3 separate regions of the Triticum aestivum genome follow, and all the other regions are linked to region 3. Evidence: chromatin contacts called from public Hi-C data. All regions are on one chromosome and are shown on one strand. The core of a region is the stretch at or near the end of the contact, and the rest is flanking DNA. Distances in the headings are between cores, read along the strand shown. Region 1 has its middle 18 kb from the start of LOC123039224. Region 2 holds the start of LOC123039224. Region 3 holds the start of LOC123045010 (CSC1-like protein ERD4).

The links. A called contact is a pair of places that touch in the nucleus more often than the background predicts.
Region 1: a contact with region 3 is called in a Hi-C map of leaf, with 6 times the contacts expected there. The contact joins the enhancer-like site here to the promoter of LOC123045010 in region 3. A contact is called at or near these places in 2 of 5 Hi-C or Micro-C datasets (both in leaf).
Region 2: a Hi-C map of leaf shows a contact between it and region 3, with 4 times the contacts expected there. The contact joins the promoter of LOC123039224 here to the promoter of LOC123045010 in region 3. A contact is called at or near these places in 2 of 5 Hi-C or Micro-C datasets (both in leaf).

The regions. Positions count from the first base shown.
Region 1 is chr2B:376,415,316-376,418,820 of IWGSC CS RefSeq v2.1, forward strand. No RefSeq gene overlaps it. Among protein-coding and RNA genes, the nearest start is that of LOC123039224, 18 kb to the right of the region's middle. Within about 2 kb of position 2,131, at least 1 of the 8 cell types and tissues checked has an H3K27ac peak or open chromatin away from gene starts, as enhancers often do. A contact at or near this core is called in leaf, where this site is marked.
Region 2 is chr2B:376,433,600-376,436,933 of IWGSC CS RefSeq v2.1, forward strand. It overlaps LOC123039224, which reads right to left and starts at 1,953. Exons shown (of 22, transcript XM_044462477.1): 1 at 1,438-1,953; 2 at 813-875; 3 at 526-597; 4 at 331-438; 5 at 155-235. The coding sequence starts at 1,647.
Region 3 is chr2B:376,260,086-376,263,725 of IWGSC CS RefSeq v2.1, forward strand. LOC123045010 (CSC1-like protein ERD4) reads right to left here and starts at 1,940. Exons shown (of 7, transcript XM_044467921.1): 1 at 1,472-1,940; 2 at 542-687. The coding sequence starts at 1,745.

The sequences.
Region 1 (3,505 bases), core at 881-3,380, 160 kb after region 3:
GTAGGGCGGAACCCTATGTGGCCGATCTTTCACGTTTGGAGGGGATCCTACGGGGAACACGAAGAACGCGCGGAAGAACACGAGGGAAATCACGAGGGGAAACACGGAGAAACACTCAACCGACACGAAATTGATCACACGAGTGCTAGATCATCGAGGCACAAGTAACACAAGATTCAAAATCAACAAGGGGTGATACAAGAGTAACCGTTCTTCTCCGTGAGGAGGTCTTGATTGTCTTCTCCGGATGGAGGACTTGAATCCGGATGGATCTTCTCCGAGGAGGTGCGGTCCCTCACGAGGAGTAGATCCGGTACGGATGACCAATGCTCTATCTCAAACGAGCTATCACAATGCTAACCCTAGAACGTAGGTAGGAGAAGAGTATATATAGTCTACGGGGCGAAAGGGTACACGGGCCTCGGCCCAAGTGGCTGCACGCAGGCAGGGCCGGAAGTTCCGGGCGCCGGAGGTTCCGAGAAGGGTCCGGCCTAAGTCGAAAGTTGTCGCGGGAGGAGCTGGGCTGGCGTCCGGGGGCCGGAAGGTCCGGGCTAGGTTCCGGGCGGGTTCCGGGCTAACTAGAGAGTTGGCACGCTCGGCCTGGTCGAAGTCGTCGGAGGCCGGAAGTTCCGGGTCGGTCAGAGGTTCCGGGGGCCGGAAGTTCCGGGCTCTGGCCGGAAGTTCCGGGCTGTCCAGAGAGTTGACGCTAGTCACTTCTTCTTCAGCTTTCGTCTCCGTGGCTTGAGCGTTGTACCTGATCACACATAGTATCTCGGACTTAGGCAGTAACCATGTTTCACTGGAAGAAATGGGAAGCTTAAGTAGGAGTGATGTCACCTTGGATTGAATAGCACAAGCCCTTGCTCTTGTCATAGGTCCACTTGGAGCTTGGATGGTTGAGGTAGAGTCCATGGGGATGATCACGGGATGCTTCGCATCACCTGTGGTGCTTAAACTTGTCACCGATATTCACTTTAGTGTATGAACTTGAAAAATACATTGAAATAGTTCTAAAACTTGACACGGACATGCAAATACAATGTTGATCCCATTAGTAGACATAAAATACGCTGACGTGACACCGTACTTTCATTAGCATGCACATGTGGCATGCCAGCATAACATGGCCCCCCTGAACAGAATGATGTGCATAGCATGTCTCTATGACCCATGGGTCCCACCTGTCGGCACAGAGTGAAAATGACGGGAAAAATTGGTGTTTGCTGCGATTCGAACGAGCGAACTGTAATAGCCACATCGCCAACTTATTTCACATTAGCATTTTTGAAGCAAACAACTAATGTATTCTTTTTTTTGCGGGTAAAAAAAACAACTAATGTATTCTTTTTTTTGCGGGTAAAAAGAAAAACTAATGTATTCTAGGTAAACAAGCACGTGTTAGTTTAGATGGCCTGCGGTTAGTGCAGTCCATGTTGCATATGTTAACTTTCTTTTATTTTAGAATTCAATTCGTGTGTTATAAATATTATACATACAAAAAATTATTTAGCAAAATTTTCAAGTAATTTTTAAAAATATTCACATATTTATTTTGAAATATCCTAAATAAAAAAGTATTTTTGATTATAAAATGGTTGTACAATTTAGAATTATATAAATACTTTCTTTATTATAATTCGTAAATATTATTTGTACACAAACATTTTAATAATTACATGTACATTTTCTGATTCACATTTTTAAGAAGTTTTTAACAATGTAAAAATATAGATAAATATGCAAATTTTAAATTTTAAATTTTAAAAAATATTCACTCCCGACTATATTTTAGTTGTATTAAATTATGAATATATGACACAGCGGGAATGTCATTCATTTCTTTCCAAATCGAACCATGGGGAGGATGCCTTGGAGGATTTGGCATGCCTTCCTTGAGAACAAAGCAAAATCACATACACTAATTATCTTTCGTTTTTCATGCAAGTTGGAGCAAGTAGTTGGTTCAAAACATAAAGTAAGGCGAAAGAAAGTTGCATCCCCACAGAATAAAATCTGCACTTGCCTATTATGCAGATAGCTATCTGGAAAGCTCGGTGTCTCAAGATTGTGTGCTTCGCTTCGCTGGGTAATATATGTTTTTTCCCCTCCTGCTACCGCCAACGGCCAACCAGTTGGTGATAGCACGTCATTTTCAAAATAGCGTTGTCGGACATGTTCGTGTAGCCCACCGTAGAGGGCACAATGAAAGCAACCTTTGAGCTAACAACAAATGCTCTTAAACATGTACTCGATCGTGAGTTTAATCATTCGTATTCATATAAATCACTCCATTCCCAGTCAAAAGGAAAAATCACTCCATTCCAAAATAAATTAGTTGGATCTGTTCAGGTGTTGCAAATGTCGAGATGTTTTCAATCGTGAAATGACTGAATCGTTTGCAGTTTCGGCTTGTATTGGAAACATGAACCAAGGGCCCATGTTTTTTTGCGGGATAATACTTGTATTTTTTTTGCGGGATAATACTTGTATTGCTCAAAGCTAAAAATTACAATCATCACTGGCAATACCTAAAAGTTCGTCCGGACCCGACCCAAGCCACACAACAGTTCGGCATTGTGATCGTCCATAGCTTGCCAGGAAATTACTAGCATTGTTTTTGCTACGCACAATATGAGTAATACAAGAATTACGCTCGATCAAACTATCTTTGATCTCTTTAATAAGAAAAGCATACTTAGACCTATTTGTATCTCCACTCTGAATCACCTTCCCTGCTTCTAAACTGTCTGATTCAACATCAACAGGTAGACTACTCCATTGCAAGGCAAGTAGTAAACCCTCCCGAATTCCCAGGATTTCATATTCGAGCACATCATCACAAGCAAAGAGATGTCTACATGAACTGAAGATGATGCTGCCACTATGGTCTCTAAGAATCATACTTGTTCCCGCCACACCATTAAGTACTGAACCATCCGTGTTCAACTTCACCCGCCCATCCACTGGAGTCCATGGGCTATGTTGTTGGCTCTTTGTACTGTGTGTCGTTCCCATGAGAGGAAAACACGCCTGAACAGGGTACTTCCCCTTAGTGTGGTCAGCTTGCGGATGTGCAACAATGGAATTCAACGAAGAAACATAGCTTGATAGAAAACGGCAGGAGACATCGACCAGCGGGGCAGGTTTGTAATGGACTATCTCGTTCCGGACATACCATATCTGCCAAAAGAGCATCATAAAGTGAAGCCGTCTTGGTTCAATCAAGTCAGCAATTGCTTGGACAAACCATTCTTTCCCCGTTGGTAGAATTTTTGTAACATCTGGAAGGTCCCATTCTGAAGCCATTGCTCTCCATAAGCGCTTAGCATTGATGCAGGAGCAGAAAGTGTGGAATGAGTCCTCTTCGCAGCAACAAAGCGGACAGTTAGGACAGTTAGCATTTATCTCCAAATTCCATTTATGTTTGTTTTTCCAAGTAGCAAGGGAGTCTGTTGCTAACCTCCAAGCAAAGTTAAGAACTTTCGGTGGAGCCGGAGTAGACCAG
Region 2 (3,334 bases), core at 703-3,202, 170 kb after region 3:
GCCAGGCCCGCTGGAAGGAACACTGAATTTTCCATCACAATGGTTTTTTTATTTTTTGAGGGAAACAGCAGGACTCTGCTGCATATTTTTATTGATTTTAAATAAATAATACAAGGTTCAAGATGGAAAAAGAGAAAGCAGTCAATTAGCTTACTCTGACTTGCTGCGATAGGGCGCTGAGTCCAAAATCGGACACCTTGAGAGTACCGTTAGCATCAAGCAGAAGATTTTCAGGCTGAAACGTGGAAGAAGAAAATGGTATCAGACCACTTTTTGTTTCTTCGCATAGGGCAGATGAGTAACCACCACGGCACCGGCCCGCCACGATACCTTGAGATCACGGTGATAGACACCTCTGCTATGGCAGTAGTCGACAGCGTTGATGAGCTGCTGGAAATATTTCCTGGCGTCGTCCTCTTTGAGCCTCCCACGCGAAGCCTAGACCACGATCACCGCAAAAGTAAGCATATAGGCAGAGTGGGAAGCAAAGCATAACCCAAAATGTTGAGCAAGGTATATACTCACGATTTTGTCGAAAAGTTCGCCACCTGTGACAAGCTCCATGACTATGTATATCTTTGTCCTGCTGGCCATCACCTTTAAAGGACACGCCAATTAGAAGTGGACATGGTCATTTACATACATAGTCGAAAGGCAAAAGGTACGTAGTTTTAACCAGAAATCAAAAGATAACCAAAAAAAAAATATAATTTCCTCATGCGAGGAATATGAGCAAATAATTAGTAGTCCACTGTACTTTGCTTAAAATGAAGATGATGATTTCAGGTTGCGCTAGTACTACTAGTCTATACCTCGTACATGCGGATGACGTTGGGGTGCCTGATGAGCTTCATGGTGGAGATCTCGCGCTTTATCTGCAGAAAGAAGAGGTGTATCATTCAGAGGCCAAACAAAAACAAAAGTGAAGAGCCAAATTTGATCACGGCCGCCAACTAAACTCTGCGCTTTCCAACCAACGCGCACGAGACGCCCGCCAAGCCTTGGTCTTGGTCTTGGTCTTGGCCTCGGCCTCGGCCTCGGCCTCGGCGGGCGCATTGAATTGAATTGAATTGGCGGTAGAACGCTATTCTGGAACGCCGTTGCTGCTGCCGGTTTCACGGATTCTCACGTCTAGGCGTTCCAGCAAGTCCAACTAGTAGTACTACTAGTAACTCTTTCGTCCAATGGTTTTCACCAAACATTTTTTTAGAAAAAAAAAACAGCCCTATAAACCTCCCCTTTTTTTTAACAATAACAATGCTTGATGATCGAGAAAGATGATCAAGGCTATGCCTCCCTTTTAGTACAACAGAAATAATCTGAACAGGCCATGGTTTTGGATTGGGAAGAAAATAATCTACAGTTTTTCTTTTTCTTTTTGGCCTTGGCTCCGAAGAAGAAGAAGAAGAAGAAAGACAAGATGGAAGATGGAAGTACCTGCGCGATCATCTTGTGCTTGAGGACCTTGTCCTTGTCGAGGATCTTGATGGCGACATTCTCGCCGGTCTCGACGTTCCTGGCGAACTTGACCTTGGCGAACGTCCCTTCCCCCAGCGTCCTCCCCAGCTCGTACCTCCCCACCCGCGTTCTCCCGCCGCCGCCGCCGCCGTGCGCGCTCATCTTCCCTCCCGCGCTCGAATCAACCATTCAGCCAATACCCACCGATTAAAAGAATTACCCGATAAACAGATCTGTTCCTGCGGGCGACTAGGACCTCTTCTTGTCGCAGGGCCTCCACTGCACGAAGAGCTCCTTGTTGTCCTCCCCTTGCTGCCGATGCCGCATGGAGTCTGGTGGTAGTTTGTTCTCAGCGAACTCGTAGAGTCGCAGGCATGGGAGTGGGATCGAGATTCAGGAAGAGAGGCAGTAGTAGTGGCGGTTAATGGCGGAACGGTAGGGGAGAGAGGAGAGGAGGGGGGATGGTGGTATGTATAGGCGGGCGGAGGCGGAGGCGGAGGCGGAGAAGAACGAGGGGGTGCGAGGAAGAAAGCGCGGTCCCGCCGCGTGCGTGCGTGCGTAGTGACGTCTCACGAAGGTGCGGTGCGGTGCGCCGAGCGTCGCGCGTGCGGGCGACCGGGCGAGCTTTCCTACAGCCCGCCTCTCTCTACTGTTCACTGCCGCAACTAGAGTTTGCTGCTCTGTCCGTTCAACGACTTTGCCACGATCTTCAAATTCTCTCTATATATATCTTCAGTAGTTCAATCGTAGTATTTCTTTTTCCAATCGTAGGTATATTCCACAATTAATTAATGGTCCTATATTTTTTTCTTCCCCAAGAGCTTGTTTGTACACTCGATGATATCATAGAAAAGCACATGAAACAAATATATGACACATGGGTGGCCCGGCAGTGCACCATCTGTATTCCACCACTATAAATTAGCGTTGTCCCTATCCTTTCGAAATCTTGCAATATTTATGCTCTATTTTTTACTCCTCGAGGAAGTGGCCGAGGTACACGCGTATTCAATTTTGGCTATTTCTCCATATACCTTGACTTCTCCTTTTGGCACAACACGATGACGTCTTCTTGTTTTGGTTTGTGTTGGTTTACAGGCGACGCCAAATAGTAGTGATCGCAACAAAGAGGAATACGACGAGCGCAACCGTGGATGGCTTGCCAGTATTGCATTTGTATTTTGTTGCTACCAGTCTTTATAACGGTGATCTTGATATACTGATAAAGGCAAAGGTGTCCCGTCTTTCGATGAGATGGTGGCTATCTTTTTGGTGGAAGTCGACTTTGACGATCCGACTACGAACGTACGAGGACGTCGCACCTTAGCAATCGCTAAACCAATTTCGAGAGGTTATTGACCACGTCGGAGCACGATCAGCCTGACCACGAAGGTCTATTTCATGCAAGCAAATGAAGAACAAGCAAGAAACTAAGATTGCAATCTGTATATCGCGAATAACAGAGGAAAGCTTTATTAGTGAAGGTGGGGTTCTGTGACGCCTTTGTCTGGTCGTTGAACACAAACGAAGTACGCAAAGTTGCAGCTATGACAAACTTTTAATCTAAACAAAACCCAAAGTTTAAAGGACGCCCTAAGGGCTATATATATGGAGGAAGAGGGGGAATTTCGTGGCCCTTGGGGAAGGGGTCCAAAACGAACTCTATCTCTTTTTTCCTACACATACGGACTCTAAAAATAGCCTGTACTCAAGTATTTCGAAAAATACATGGGCCTGGCCTAATAATAAGGTGACGCAACACCTAGAATAGCCTTTAGACGAAAGTTATGAAGTAACATCTTGTATATTTCGTCCAAGGCTTCATGCACTCATTATGGTGGCTTCAACGTCCTGACATCATCACTTGAAACTCCGT
Region 3 (3,640 bases), core at 690-3,189:
AATATCAAGACACTACTGAGTTTGGTTGTGACGGCGAGCGCCTGAGCTTGCAGTCTGGCAATCCTGTTTACAGGCTGTATGTTTCTATAGAGAAGAGCTCCAGCTAGTGCAGTTTTCAATATTACTATTTTCAACCAAACTTCACATTATTATGAATCTGTAGATAACAATTATGCTACAGGTGATTACAGCAACAACTGTTAAACTGTAAACAGTGTAGATACAAGGAATACTTATCACGCAGTAGAATTTCAGTTCAGTCAAAACTTCAGAAGCGATGGACCTAATGGCTCCTAATAGGACAGTAATGAGACAGATACTGCCATTCTGACAATACAAATATCTAATAATGTGCCAAATTATGCGTTAGATCTACATAATGATATATACGGTGCACTTTTTGGAGCCAATCATCCACCTGGTTATTAAATGGGCGGATCAAGCATGAAAATGCTTCCAGTAGTCTCAATAATTGGAATGTTCTAGATTTATTTGTGGCAACAAAGACAGGTCATTAAGCTCAGATAAGAGGATTACTTACTTGAACATTGCCCAATGCTAATCTTTCAAAATCTGTGACATTCCGCGGCACTCTGCCAGTAGAATCCTCCAGGGCATGATCAGTTCCAGCAACTGGTAACAGAACTGGAAGCAACACAATCCCGGAAAACGCAAGGATTGCCAAAACTGGAACACCAGAGAATAAAAATTCAGATAATTGGCGAAGAATCTGCATGATTTGTTTTTTCAAGCAAGCACTCTGCATGATATATCGACCTACCTATATCTGACCCAAAACGCACCCTAGCCTTTTCATCGCCCTTTTTGCATATAGACTAAGCAGTTTAACATGCTAAATTACATACTTCCAGCAATCCTCCATGCATGATAGTTTTATCTCGTTTGAGCCCGGCCTTCAGGATGGGTGGTGATAACTCCTCTTAACAAAACATACGCATGGCTCTTGCTTGTCTACACCTTTTTCTTTGCAGCTCTATAGCAGCATTAATATAATTTAAAGTAAATTGATAGCAACAATTAGCATTTGTTATTGCCATTCCGGCAGTTCATACAATCGGCCGTATCTTCATGTTGGTACACAAAAGTAAAACAATCAAACATAAAACTAACGTTCTACAAACATGGCAGCAATTTTTAGAAAATAGATGTTCGTTTAGAACAGAATATAGCATGCTTGCAACCAATTTACATCAGAGAAATCATAGTCCACAACAGCAGGACTTTTAATTATTTTTTTGAGAAAAGACGCCCAAAAGGCATCTTAGATACAACAGCAGGACTTAATTTAATATTTTATTTTGTGCACGAAATATTATTTGTGGAAGCAAAAAGAAAAAACACGGAAACGCACAGACGAGTAGTAAACGAATGAATCTGGAAACCAAACAACCAACTCAACCAAAGCATGGGTAAACAAACGAAGTAGAGAGCGTGGTTGGCTTGGGCATACCGGATGAGAGGAAGACGAGGTAGACGGCGGCGTCGACTCCGCTGGCGGCAACGACGTCGGCCTCGGACGCCGCGAACGCTTGGCGGATCCAGCCGACGGGGCTGCGCGTGCCCCGCCCGCGCCCCTCCCACGGGTCGAGCCCCCGCAGCAGCACGCTCGGGTAGTACACCGGCGCGTTCCCCGGGCGGCGCGAGAGCCACGTGAACACCAGGACCAGCACGGCGAAGATGACGAAGGACGTCAGAAGCGACGTGACGAACGACGAGATGTCCATCTCGCTCGCCGAAGCCGCCCCGCTCCTCCTCCGGGGGGGATTATGAGGGAGGGGGTTTAGTAGTGGAGGGATTGATTAACGGAGGGCATTAGGGTGGTAAATGGGTGGGAAGGGGAAAGCATTGGATGCTTTGTGTGCTGTGCTGGGGAATGGCTGGCGTGGTGGGGAGTTTATGAGTTGTGGAGGTTGCCGAGCCAAGGAAAGGGGCAGGGCAGGGAGAAGAAGAGGAAGGGGATGGGACCAGGGAGTTCAGCAAAATGTCTGAAATGCCCCTTTCCTCTTCCGCCTTTTGCTTTTCAATTGTTCGAATCCCTTCCCCTTTTGACCCCCTTCATTCAACTGCATCGCCTCTTGTTAACCATAAGGGCATTTCTAACTGATCCTCAATACAGCCATAAAGACTAAAATTTTACATTATAAGTCATAAAACTTGTATGTAACGATTAATTTGATGCATAAACTTATAAAATATGTGTTTCTGATCATCAAACTTGCACGAATGTTCATATACAGTCATATTTCATGTACGTGAACGTATCGTGGCCTATGTAGGATACCAGCGTGGCCAGGACCCGATGTAAGCCCGAGTCACATGGTAGATCTGCAGACTTTTTCATTTACGTATCATGTCCCTGTTTTTTTAAGGTACTAAGCCCCTAAATAAAATGATTTTTTATTTACGTATTAAGTCCCTCAAATAAAATAAAATAAACAAGGGATGGTTGGGTTTCGAATCAGGGACATGCCCCTACTAGGCTCGGGTGAACAACCACCAAACCAATGATCATACATGTTTAGGTAGCACAAATAATTTTTATATCATATAAACATGCCAAAAAATAAATTTTACAAGAAATGTAACCCCAAAAAAGGGAGCACCGTGGCTCAACTATGTGACCTCGTGGTCAACGTTAACTAAGATTACCACCAGGCTTCGGCAACCAACATGTCCAAATGGGGTAAATATTTTTCATGTTATTATTCCTTCTTGTTCTATGTAAGAACAAATATATATTCTTGTGTTTGTGACATTTAAAAATGTTTATGTGTTAGAAAAAAAAAGGTATGTGACATTCAAAAAAATGCTTAAACATTGCAAAACACATTTGCGTAATTAAAAATGATAGGTTGCATTTTAAAATGCTCATGCATTCCAAAAAACTGCTCATGACATCTTTTTAATGTTTATACAATGTATAAAATTGCTCGTGTAGCTTGAAAATGTTTTGTACCATAAAAAATGCTTAAACAATATTTGAATAAAGTTTCAAAACTTGTATTTAATAAAAAGTTAATCATATGTTTAATAAATATTAAGCATATTTTTTAAAAAAATACTCTGAACATAGATGTATACTGGAGTATTTAAAAAATATGTGTATCAAAACATAGATGTATACTGGAGTATTTAAAACATAAAAAAATGTGTATCATATGGAGTATATGTTTCACTACACATAAGTTTGAAAATTTGTATTTGAAAAAATGTTAATCATTTGGAGTATATGTTTTGATGTCTATTTTTTCCAGTATACATCTAAAAACATTTGTTTAATATTTTTTAAAGATATGATTAACATTCTTTCAAATATGTGGTTAAACACATAATTATCATTTTTTCAAATACAAGTTTTTGGAACTTTTTAAACTGTTACATACTTTTTTTAATACATAAATATTTTTTAAATGTCACAAACACAAGGATATAATTTGTTTTCTTATATCCGGATGTGTTGTGCTGTCGTAGCCTGGTGGTAATCTTAGTTAACCTTGAGCACAAGGTCACATGGTCGAGCCACGTTGCTTATTTTTTCCGGGTTACATTCCTTGTAAATTTATTTTCAGTCAATATTTGTATGATACAAAAATTTTGTCGAGCTACACATGAATGGTCA